Linked DNA regions of Zea mays: region 1 is linked to region 2. A link is a contact called in public Hi-C data. All regions are on one chromosome and are shown on one strand. Each heading gives the region's core, a stretch centred on a gene start, on an enhancer-like site or on the middle of the called end of the contact. The rest is flanking DNA. Distances are from core to core; before and after follow the strand shown. Region 1 holds the start of LOC103655002 (uridine kinase-like protein 3). Region 2 holds the start of LOC100273553.

Evidence for each region. A called contact is a pair of places that touch in the nucleus more often than the background predicts.
Region 1: a contact with region 2 is called in a Hi-C map of endosperm, with 2.1 times the contacts expected there. The contact joins the promoter of LOC103655002 here to the promoter of LOC100273553 in region 2. A contact is called at or near these places in 4 of 25 Hi-C or Micro-C datasets (ear, endosperm, leaf and 1 more).

What each region holds. Positions count from the first base shown.
Region 1 is chr4:249,889,442-249,894,566 of Zm-B73-REFERENCE-NAM-5.0, forward strand. LOC103655002 (uridine kinase-like protein 3) reads right to left here and starts at 2,121. Exons shown (of 15, transcript XM_008681824.3): 1 at 1,323-2,121; 2 at 1,135-1,226; 3 at 790-859; 4 at 581-696; 5 at 100-196. The coding sequence starts at 1,458. LOC103656057 reads left to right here and starts at 3,154. Exons shown (of 4, transcript XM_020552393.1): 1 at 3,154-3,240; 2 at 3,334-3,412; 3 at 3,552-3,758; 4 at 3,761-3,900. The coding sequence starts at 3,154. The coding sequence ends at 3,900.
Region 2 is chr4:249,547,050-249,552,915 of Zm-B73-REFERENCE-NAM-5.0, forward strand. LOC100273553 reads left to right here and starts at 1,762. Exons shown (of 9, transcript NM_001320085.1): 1 at 1,762-3,148; 2 at 3,223-3,360; 3 at 4,509-4,613; 4 at 4,715-4,897; 5 at 4,982-5,159; 6 at 5,248-5,492; 7 at 5,601-5,773; 8 at 5,852-5,866. The coding sequence starts at 2,177.

The sequences.
Region 1 (5,125 bases), core at 871-3,370, 340 kb after region 2:
ATATAGTCGGGAATCAATGCTTGTGCATTGGGAACTTCTGGAATATCGACAGGCAAGAGAGACAGAAGAAAACATCAACTTATAAGCAAATATTGGTACCTGTATCAACGAAAATCTTCATGTTCATCAAATCCCTGAGGCGTGAATCATGAAAAACTAGAATTCCTTCCAAAATAATAACATCCGAAGGATTAACCTGGCAACAGTTAAGAATTAGGGTTGCTTGTAAAATAATAGATGAATAAATAACATAAACAAATCATCAGAAAGCAAACATTTTTTTCTTTTTGAAGAAAGTGTATAATATGAAATCAATGTGAAGACATAAGCTGTTGCCCAAATAGCAAATAGTGTGTCAGGTACTTACCATGAACTATAGTTTTTTACAAAAAAAAAAAGCATTTTGGAGTAGGCTATTATTGGGACCATACAAACAATGCACCTTCTTTAGGACAATGTGGAGACATTGTTTATAAAAATGTAATCTTGTATTTAGAGTCGCATAAAGGCCAGGACTAAGGAACGATCAGTTTACCATACAGGTTGATTATTATGAATTGTACTAAACTGAAAATATTACCTTCCTTGCATTTGGGACACTTTTGTATGTCTTGAAGTTGTAGTTAGGGATGTCAACAGCTTTGCCACATTTCAAGTTTTGCATACAAGAGAGAAGTAGCTCTGTATGAAATGCGTCTGAAATAGGAAAAGACACAGCAGCATATTCAGTGCAGAACTCTTGGGGCTAGTAGGACAGTACATATAATTCTTGTGGAAGGATGAATCGACCTGGATGATCAAAGTTATAATTATGGACATGTACTAATTCTTCATCCGTCAATCCATAATAAAAGGACTCCTGCAAAAAATTGTAATCTCATTGCTTGTAGTTATAAGAGATTGGAAATAGGGTGGCATGGCAACGTGAAAATCTAGCATGAAAAGGGCAATCTCGTTGCTTGTAGTTATAAAAGATTGGAAAAAGTGTGGCATGACATCGTGATAATGTAGCATGAAAAGGGCATAGTTACCAATGTAGCCCCATGGTGTTTTGGTCAGTAATGTTGAACAACAAAGTGTGTTGGTAGAATGCACATATGCTGCAAGATGAGAGCAAAGCAGTAATGCACAAACCTGCGTAACAACCACGACACGCTGGTCACGGAGCTGATCAATGATCATCTTGCACACGGTACTCTTGCCTGACGATGCACCCCCAGCAACACCTGCGCCCAAAACCACCACATTAGGGCATGCCGCATTCAGGGCCAACAGGCTACGCCATACTCATCAATCAATCAATCAAAAGTATATATACCAACCAATGACAAAGGGCTCCTGGTGGCCGTTCTCCAGGCCAGACGTCGTTGCGGAAGCCTGGCCGTCCAGACGGAGTGCGGAGTAATGGACTCCGGCGGCGGCGGCGTCGAGCACCTCGTCTACCGATTTCGAACCCATATTTAGATCGCAATAGGATTTTTCCTACCGGAGAAAACAGATCTCCGGCCCGCGCCGACGCCGGCTAGAAGGAGCGGGAAGGGGTGGCGCCGCGGAGGTATGGGGTGGATCTGGATCGAGGGAGGGAGAGGCGTGCTCGGCGCGGCGGGCGGTGCAGAGAGGAGAGGGAATAGAATATATAAGAAATAGTGATTTTGGTTCGTGGAAAATGAGGATTCGGACAGGGAATTTGCTTTCTTGTTGAGAAGAAAAAAAAATAGGATAGGGATTGGTGACGTCAGAGACAGCGCTCGCGAGCAGGCCCACCGTCAATTCGCTGGCCCAGCCCACCAAGCCCGCGTCGGGAATTCAGTTGGTCCTTGGTATTGGGAATTCTGCTCGTATTCCCGTCGACTGCTCGGCGTCCCTTTTGCCGCCGGTTGCGATGGCAACGGGTTAAAACCCGCGGATACATAGATTACAGACTCGTACCGGTGAGATTAATGTTAAACACGCACCTGCTACTTGTGACGGATAGTATATATTACCTAAATCCGCTACCCGCAGGTTTATGGCACCCGCGGGCATAGTCATAAAATAAATATTTATTAAACTGATAGCACATAATAATAAATATTTATTAAACTGATAAAAACATGTACCGATCTTAGCCAAAAGTTCTACGAGTTCTCTGGCGCATGTAGTCTTCTTTTATATCATTTGATTGGCTCCGCTCGCTCAAAGCTTTCGGGGTGGCACTAAATTGAGATGCATGTGCTCTACAGTCTACACAGACACACACGCAGGTATGCGGGTTTGCGGGCACGAGTAGAACATTTTCATACCCACGAGAAAAAAAAAACCGTCGGTTGAGAATCAAACCCGTACCCACGGGTACAAACTCACACCCAAAACCGCACCCTATAGGGTTTTTACCCGCGGGCACGCGGGTAAAATGTGCACGTTGCCATCCCTAGCCACCGGTGAGCTGCCGAGGCGTGAGACGGGCCGGTCGCCAGAAGTCGACGCGCTTATATGTAACTGAATTCAGTGTATTCAGTTTCTTTGGTTCAAGTTTCATTCAGGATTCGTCCCTTTTTCACTAGCAGTTTACAGGTCCCAACACCCGTACCTCAATTCCACCGACATCATAGAAGGGAGCCCTCGCCTCCCAGCAAAAGGCGTCTCTCCGACGAGGGATCCCGGTTTGGAGCTGAGCAAGTCGTCTCCGCCTCCATCTTCACTGTCGCTCGCTCCATGGTGGACTAATCCTTATCCTCCGATGCCGGCGACCGGAGACCGTAGTTGGTTGATCCTCGACCGCATCGTCCATCGCAGTCGGAAGCGGTGCGGGGATGCGACGACCTCGGCGTTCACCCACGAGTGTGTCGGTCGGTCGATCCGTGTCTCCCTCCGGATCACCGACCCCCTGGTGTCCCATTTCTACATCCATTAGACCAGCATTCCAACCATTGACCGCATGACGGAGCCTGTCACCATCGCCGCCCACCGCAGCTCCATTCTCTTCCAGGTGTCTGTCCCCTTCGACGATCCTTGTTGCTGGAGTAAAATAGTCTACTTTCCTCACGACTACGTCTACTCGTGCTCCTCGTCGTCGTCATCCCTTACTCGGCTTCCGCTTGCTTCGACGGCGTCCACACCGACCCCGAGTTTGATAAGTGGTTACAACTACACCGGTGCCAGCAGCAGTGTATCATGATGGAAGAAGACATGAGCATCCTCTGCCATGGAGACAAGGGCGGATTCACGGTGGCAGATCTCACCTACCATTTCAACCTAGAGGTCCAACTCTACTTGTTGCACCATTCCCCTTCTGCCTCCGATGTTGAAATGAAATAGAGTGTCGAGAAGCTGTAGATCCCACCCGACATGAAGATCAACCTCTACTCGTTTAGGACTGATGTCGTCGTCACCATCGGTGAGAGGTGCTTGTGCTGGGTCGACTACTACCACGGTATGCTGCTCATTTATGTCCTCACTAACAGCAACAACAACAACAACAGGCTCCGTTATATACCACTCTCATCTAAGGCTTTGAAGACTGGTCGTGTGTACAAGGACGCATGTGAACCTGACCCGTTTCGTTGTCTCAGTGTCTGATGGTGACATCATTAAGCTCGTCTATATTATTACCAAAGAGCATCCTTCTCCTTATCCCTTCACCATAGAAACATGGACTTTGGTTGGTATCCACCAAAGTAGACGGGAGAAGGATGTCAACTTGACCATGGGAGCCAGTGAGTTCTTCAATCTTTTTGACAACGCTGCCAAGAGTTGCCTCCCATGAGCGAGGCCAAGTTTCCTATGGTAAGCTTGGTTGATCCAGATATCATTTGCTTCCTCCTCAAGGACAAAGGCCGCGACACTTTCTGGATGGTTCAAGTCAACATGCAGAATAAGTTGCTGCTGTCAAGTTCCATCTATATCAACAAAGAAGAATAAGAAGGATACCCTCCTAAAAGGGGGCTGCAGGAACTATTTCTTTGGTCATGACTTCATTACCAGCAAGTTCTCCTTTTACTTGAGTGAAGACGCCATCAAAAGGTATTATTGCATCTCCTCATGTATTTAGTTTACTTATGTCATTATTTTTTGCTTGCAGCACTTTGCACAATCGGTTGTTGTTTTTTTGCTTGTAGGAATTTGACATATTCATTCTTAAAATAGTTACGAGTTATTATATTGTTGTGTTTAGCAGCCTCAAGGTACATTTCGTAACATGATGGTGGTTTGGTGTTCATGTGGCTAGATATTTAACATGTTGATGTATTTTGTGCTAAGTGTAATGACTAGCCAATCTGGTAACAAGTTTGACATGTTGTGATTAGGTTAGGTGTCACACCCGGTTTTAGAAGGCAAACCGAATGCGAACCATGTACGTGCCAGGATCAGCAATTCACGTACACAATAGTTACATAACTGGACATCATCACACAGTGCTCAAATAATAACATAAAAGGGTAATAATAGTCGATTACATCATATGTCTGAGACATCCACATAGTCTTTAACAATAATCAAAGTGCGAAAATGAAACTTAGATACACGCGACCTTCACAGGCAGCCGACTGGGGGTTGCCGCTAACCCACGCCTAAAACTCATCGTACTCTTGGAACTACTAGAAGTCTTCCTCCACGGCTTCATCTTCTCCTGAGCAGTGGTTGCAACGTAGACAACCTGGGGGGTTGGTGTGTAAAGCAAGGGTGAGTACTGAAAGTCGCCTAGAGGGGGGTGAATAGGGCGAATCTGAAATTTATAAACTTAATCACAACTACAAGCCGGGTTAGCGTTAAGAATATGAACGAGTCCGAGAGAGAGGGCAAAAACAAATCGCTAGCGAATAAAGAGTGAGACACAAGGATTTGTTTTACCGAGGTTCGGTTCTTGCAAACCTACTCCCCGTTGAGGTGGTCACAAAGATCGGGTCTCTTTCAACCCTTTCCCTCTCTCAAACGGTCACTTAGACCGAGTGAGCTTCTCTTTTCAATCAAACGGGACACAAAGTCCCCACAAGGACCACCACACAATTGGTGTCTCTTGCCTTGGTTACAATTGAGTTGATCGCAAGAAAGAATGAGAAAAAAAGCAATCCAAGCGCAAGAGCTCAAATGAACACAACAAATCTCTCTCTCTAATCACTAAAGCTTTGTGTGGAGTTGGGAGAGG
Region 2 (5,866 bases), core at 512-3,011:
CAAGGGGACACCCGCTTGGGACCGGGTGCCCATTGGTGTCTGCGGTGCTACCGCAGCGAAGTCTCGATCGAGGTTGCGGCCCTCGATGTTTTGGCGGCGCTCGCGCGCCCTCTCCAAATAGACCCGGGCGTCCTCTCTCGCACGCCTGCGGTCGAGTTCTGCCTGAAGGTCGTTGGTCTGTGCGCGCCCTCACTGAGGGTGAGCGCACAGACGTCGACGCCTCATGTTGGCGCCGGGATGACCGTGGCCTCGACCTGGTCGAGGTATAATGTGCCATATCGAGCAGCCGGTCGATGTCGTCCCGCCATTGCTTCATGGACCCTGGTGAGGCCGTGGAGCTTGGAGGGTGTCGCAGCAACTCCCTAGCTGCTGACAACGCTCCCGGAGTCGCCCTCGACGGAGTCCAGGATGTCTATGTAGTTGTATGCTGTCGTGCGGCGTGCACAGCAGCAGTGCCCGACACATGGCGGTTGGGAACCTGTGGCGTGGAAGAAGCAGCTTCTTCCTCCACCACGAAATCCACCAGTCTCGGCGCGGTGCTCAACGATTTGCACCATCATGCTGAGCAAGGAAACAAGCAAAAACCTAATGCCTAGCCCCCTACCTAGCGCGCCAAAGGTCGGAGAGGAAATTCTCCGGCCGGGTGGCGGAGTGCACCCGCCCTAAGTCCTAAGATGTGGATGGGGCTTAAGCGTTGTGCTTGTTGCGAGATGAAGGAATGAACACAAGAACATGCAAGAGTTTAGAGTGGTTCGGGCCACCGGAGCGTAATACCCTACTCCACTGTGTGTTGTATTGCTTGAGAGCTTGAGTTGTCTTGGATGACTTGGGTCTAAGCCTAAAGATTGAGCTTGTGTTGCAACGTCTCATGCCTCCCCTTTTATAGCCAAAGGGGGACATGTACAAGAGTACTGAGCCCCGACATGTGGGCCCAGGAACATAGTGGATGTAGTACTTGGAGCTACTAATGTTCGCTGCTGGAGCAATCTTCTTGCGCGCTGACATCCGAGATCTGCGTAGTATCGGCGTGCAGGGGAAACTTCTCGTATAAGGGATGATGGACACAGTGCGACGCGTAGCACGGGCGCACTGTTTGACAATGGACTGGATAGGCGTGCCGTCTGCAGGATGGCCCTGGCGCCACCTGTCAGTGGAGTGGACATGACACATTAAATGCTGAGGGGGCACATCGCCTGTCAGCAGGGTGGACAGGCAGCGCGTCCTCTCCGCAATAAATGCAGAGACCGCGCGGCCTAGAGACCTTACGTCAGGCTACGCCCGCTGGCTTATGTCACGGGAAACAAGCCACGTGGCAGCATCGGGACTCCGCCTGAGAGGGAAGCGCAAGCGCACAGGATAAGGCTTGGACACGTGTCAGTACCGGACCCTTGCTTACGCCAGGGTATCCCCTGTTCTGGGACCTCGTTGTGGCTCGGACCTTACTCGGAGGGATCTGGACCCCATTCAAGGGATCCGGCATGTTTACTTGGGAGTCTCGGATCGTAATCGGGGGTCCGGGTTGTGTGTGCAGGGGTCCAGTGCTTCCTCGCGGAGGCCTGGTCCAACTGATATATCCTGGGATGTGTCATCTTTTCTCGCCACGTGGTGCCCCTTCAGCCGTTCATGTGGTGGAGTCGGGTGCTGTTCACCGTGCAGCTAGAGATCGTTGTACAGGCACCGTGTCTTCATTCCTAGTCGATTTCTAGACAAACGAACAAGCCTCATGGTCTCACGGGTCTCCGTTGACACCTCCAGCCATCCCTCACCGCTCTCCTTTTCTTTCCCAGCGCAAGTTTTGCCTTCCTTCCGGGTCTCCAGTTCTTCCCCTCCGCCCCGCCGCATCCTTTGCTTGCAGGAGTATCCACTCCCGTTGAGAAGAGTCCATCGGGAAAGCTCAGTTCGGTTCTCGCACGAACCCCAGTTCCTCGCGGTAGAGATCTCTGCTTCCGGTTCTGGGGCTGCTACCGCCTAGTGGTTGTGTGAACAGGATTCTTAATTGGGGTTGGTTTGTTTCTACAGAACAAGGAAAGTCAAACTTTGTGGTCGGAGTTGAGAAGGGCAGGATTCATCTTCGGCGGTCAGCTCTGTGGCCATGACGACGTAGGCGAGGCAGGTGGTTGTGGTTGACAAGCAAAGCAGCCAGGGCAGGTAGACGAAGGGAGGAGAGAGATCAGAGATGGCGGAGGCGCACGCGGAGGCCATGGATGGGAGCACCTGGGAGGACATGATGCGGAGGATCCTTCCCCCGGGCACTCCCATCCCCGAGGCGCCGCCCAACCTCGACTACTCCATCGCCCTCGAGTACGACGGCCCGCCGGTGCCCTACGAACTCCCCAGGGTAGACCCCGTGGAGATCCCTGCAATCCCCACGGCGGAGCCGGTGTCCGGTTCCCAGGTGCTCGGAGGGCTCCCGGTGGCGCCTGTTGTTCAGCCCATCCGCCTCCCAGTCTCTAGGATCGCCCGCTGCGCAGATCCGGTGGCCGCGCAGGCTGCTGGCAGCTCAGAGTCAGTCTTGCACAACCAGGAGTTCAGTGACGACGACGAAGAAGGCGATGATTCCCGCTCACAGTCGCACGGATCAGCGCAGAGCTCACCTGGGCCACAGAATAGGCCTGAAAGACAGGAGGGCAGGAGAGGTCCGGTCGTCACCTTCGGCTTCACACCCGACAGCAAGTATGAGAGCAAGGAGTTTGAGGAGATGTCTGAGCAGTACGTGGCCGTCACGAAGAAGGAGAAGAGGAGAAGGGCATGCTATCGCTGTGGGAAGAGGAAATGGGAGAGCAAGGAGTCGTGCCTTGTTTGCGATGCAAGGTATTGCGGCTATTGTGTCCTTAGGATGATGGGGTCAATGCCAGAAGGGCGCAAGTGTGTCAACTGCATCGGCCAGCCAATTGATGAATCCAAAAGGTCGAAGCTGGGGAAGAACTCCAGGACGCTTTCGCGGTTGCTCAGCCCGTTGGAAGTTCGGCAAATCTTGAAAGCTGAGAAGGAGTGCCAAGCGAATCAGCTTCGGCCAGAGCAGCTTATTGTCAATGGTTGCCCATTGCGGCCAGAGGAGTTAACCGACCTGCTAAGTTGCTCACGGCCTCCTCAGAAGCTAAAGCCAGGAAAATATTGGTATGACAAGGAGTCAGGCTTATGGGGAAAGGTAAATCTATCGAGTACAAAGCTTCTGTTTGAATTTACTGACTCTGTTCTAATGGAACTGGTGTTTTCTGATAGGAAGGAGAAAAACCAGACAGGATTATTAGCTCCAACCTCAATTTTACTGGGAAGCTTCAGGTCAATGCTAGTAACGGAAACACCCAGGTTTATATGAACGGAAGGGAGATAACAAAGATTGAGCTGAAAGTTCTGAAGGTAACGGTCTTGTCATTTATTTTGCTCTCCAAATGGAATCAATTCGTGCTTTAGGCTAACCATGCTTTAGTGTTCTAGAGCTGCTTTTCTATGGTCGCTGATGGGTATTGTGACGGAGGTCAGCTGTTGAGTTCCTTTGGCCTAACGGCATTCATAAGGGGCATTTTTGGCGTTGCAGTGCCTGTAGTCTGTTTTGATCTCATCAACTATAAGTATTCCTTTATCATGCTAAGGTCCATTTCGTATGACCGTTGATAATAGACCATCCTAAACCATATAAGCCAGATAGCGATGTATTATTGAATATATAATAAATGTTAAATTTTATGCTTTAATGGATTTTGAGATCATGTGATGCGAGACATTTTTGTCGTTTATAGCAAAAAATCATCACCTATCTGTCCTGTTAATTTGAGTTCCAGTATATTAGTTGACTTGAGATATGTTTGCCACCTTCCAGCTTATCCAATTTAGATGTTTAATCGTTAATGGTTTTGGTGTAAGCGGATCATTGTAAAATTTTGATATGCATATTTTTTCTCGAAAGCGCAAGAGAGCTGCGCGAAAATATATTAAGAAGGAGATAAAGGTCCAAAAGGACCCCAAGATACAGATAGGTGATGAATTTTTTGCCATTATGGAATTCCTTGCAAACTTGCCCCCATTATTTGTGAATCCTCCTTACTGCCATTATGGAATCCTCCTTATTTTGCAAGGAATCCTCCTTGATGCAAACACTGCCCCCATTATGGATTTTGTGAAATGGACCTTGCTGTCCTTGCTTACTGCCATTATGAAGCACCATTACCAATATCAGTAAGCAAGGACAGCTTCTTTGCATTTTTGAGAAGAAATCCTCCTCTCCTCATTTTTATGAAATTTTCCAGTTTGCAACGAATTAGGAAGTTTTCCCAAATGCAAGGGCTTTGCCATTATGGATATCAAGATAGTAATTCATCAAGCAGAAGTTCCTGTTTGTATTCTGGTCTTCAGGACTAGCATATCGTAACCAGCAGCATATTTTAGCTCAAAAAATTAGCCCTCCAGTCCATAGCCAAGATTTCAAGAGTCAATTTACCTACAAAGAGGCATGGAGTGCACTGTAAAAGAGTTACCCTTTTATCTCACCACTTGCATTATGCTTGCAGGTTGCAAATGTTCAGTGTCCCCGTGACACTCATTTTTGGGTTTATGACGATGGTCGTTATGAGGAAGAAGGTCAAAACAACATAAAAGGAAAAATATGGGAATCAGTATGTATCTTGATTAAAAGGAATTTTATAACCATGCTATTTCTTTCAAAACATAAGTTAGGTATGCTTATCGCCGCTGATGTTTCCTAAACTGCGACCAGGCTCTGGCACGTTTTGCATGCGCATTATTTTCACTGCCGGTGCCTCCGGGGAACTCAAATGGAACCAGAGATGAAGTTCCATATACAGCAAGAGCTGTCCCTGATTATTTGGACCAAAAAAGAATACAAAAGCTGCTGCTTCTTGGACCACCTGGTGCTGGTACGAGCACTATTTTTAAGCAGGTTTGTTCTGATTCTGTTCATTGATGCCTTTGGCGCATTTGTTCTTGTATTCTTCATGCTGATCTTATTTTAAATTTGTCGTAGGCTAAATACTTGTACGGGACTAGGTTCACCCAAGAAGAACTTGAAGGTATCAAACTGATGATCCAAAGCAATATGTTCAAGTATCTTGGGATTTTGCTAGAGGGCCGCGAGCGTTTTGAGGAAGAGGCTTTGTCTAGATTGAATTACACGATTTCTCAGGGTGAAGAAACTCAGCATGGTAATGTGATCATGTCATTTACTGTACTGTTTTCCCTTCCTCCAGTCCAGACACAAATACTGTATCGGTGAGCTGTTTCTGGGTGCAGATGAAAATAAAGCCAATGGATCAAATTCTTGTATATACTCCATAAATGCGAGGCTAAAGAAATTTTCAGATTGGCTTTTGGATATCATAGCAATGGGCGACCTAGATGCATTCTTCCCTGCTGCAACGCGTGAATATGCTCCGTTTGTTGATGAGATGTGGAAGGACCCCGCCATACAAGCAACATTTAAAAGAAAGGAAGAATTGCATTTTCTCCCTGATGTGGCTGAGCACTTCTTGAGCAGGGTATAACCCGGTAGCTTTTAAATTAATCAATAGAGCTCCAACCCTAGTTTGTATCAAGTTTTTTGAATGAATGGCCTTTTGGTACTATTCTTTGCATATCCACTGCAGGCCGTTGAGGTGTCAAGCAATGAGTATGAACCTTCAGAGAAAGATGTAATCTTCGCTGAAGGAGTAACACAAGGAAATGGGCTAGCCTTCATCGAGTTCACACTTGATGATCGCAGCCCAATGTCTGAACCTTATATCGACAACAGTGAGGCACATTCGCAGCCTCTCACCAAGTAATAATTTCTTAACTTGCCTTGTGAACGTGTGTAAAAAAAATGCATCTGAATCATGTGCTCTTTTTTATTCATCAGATATCAGCTGATCAG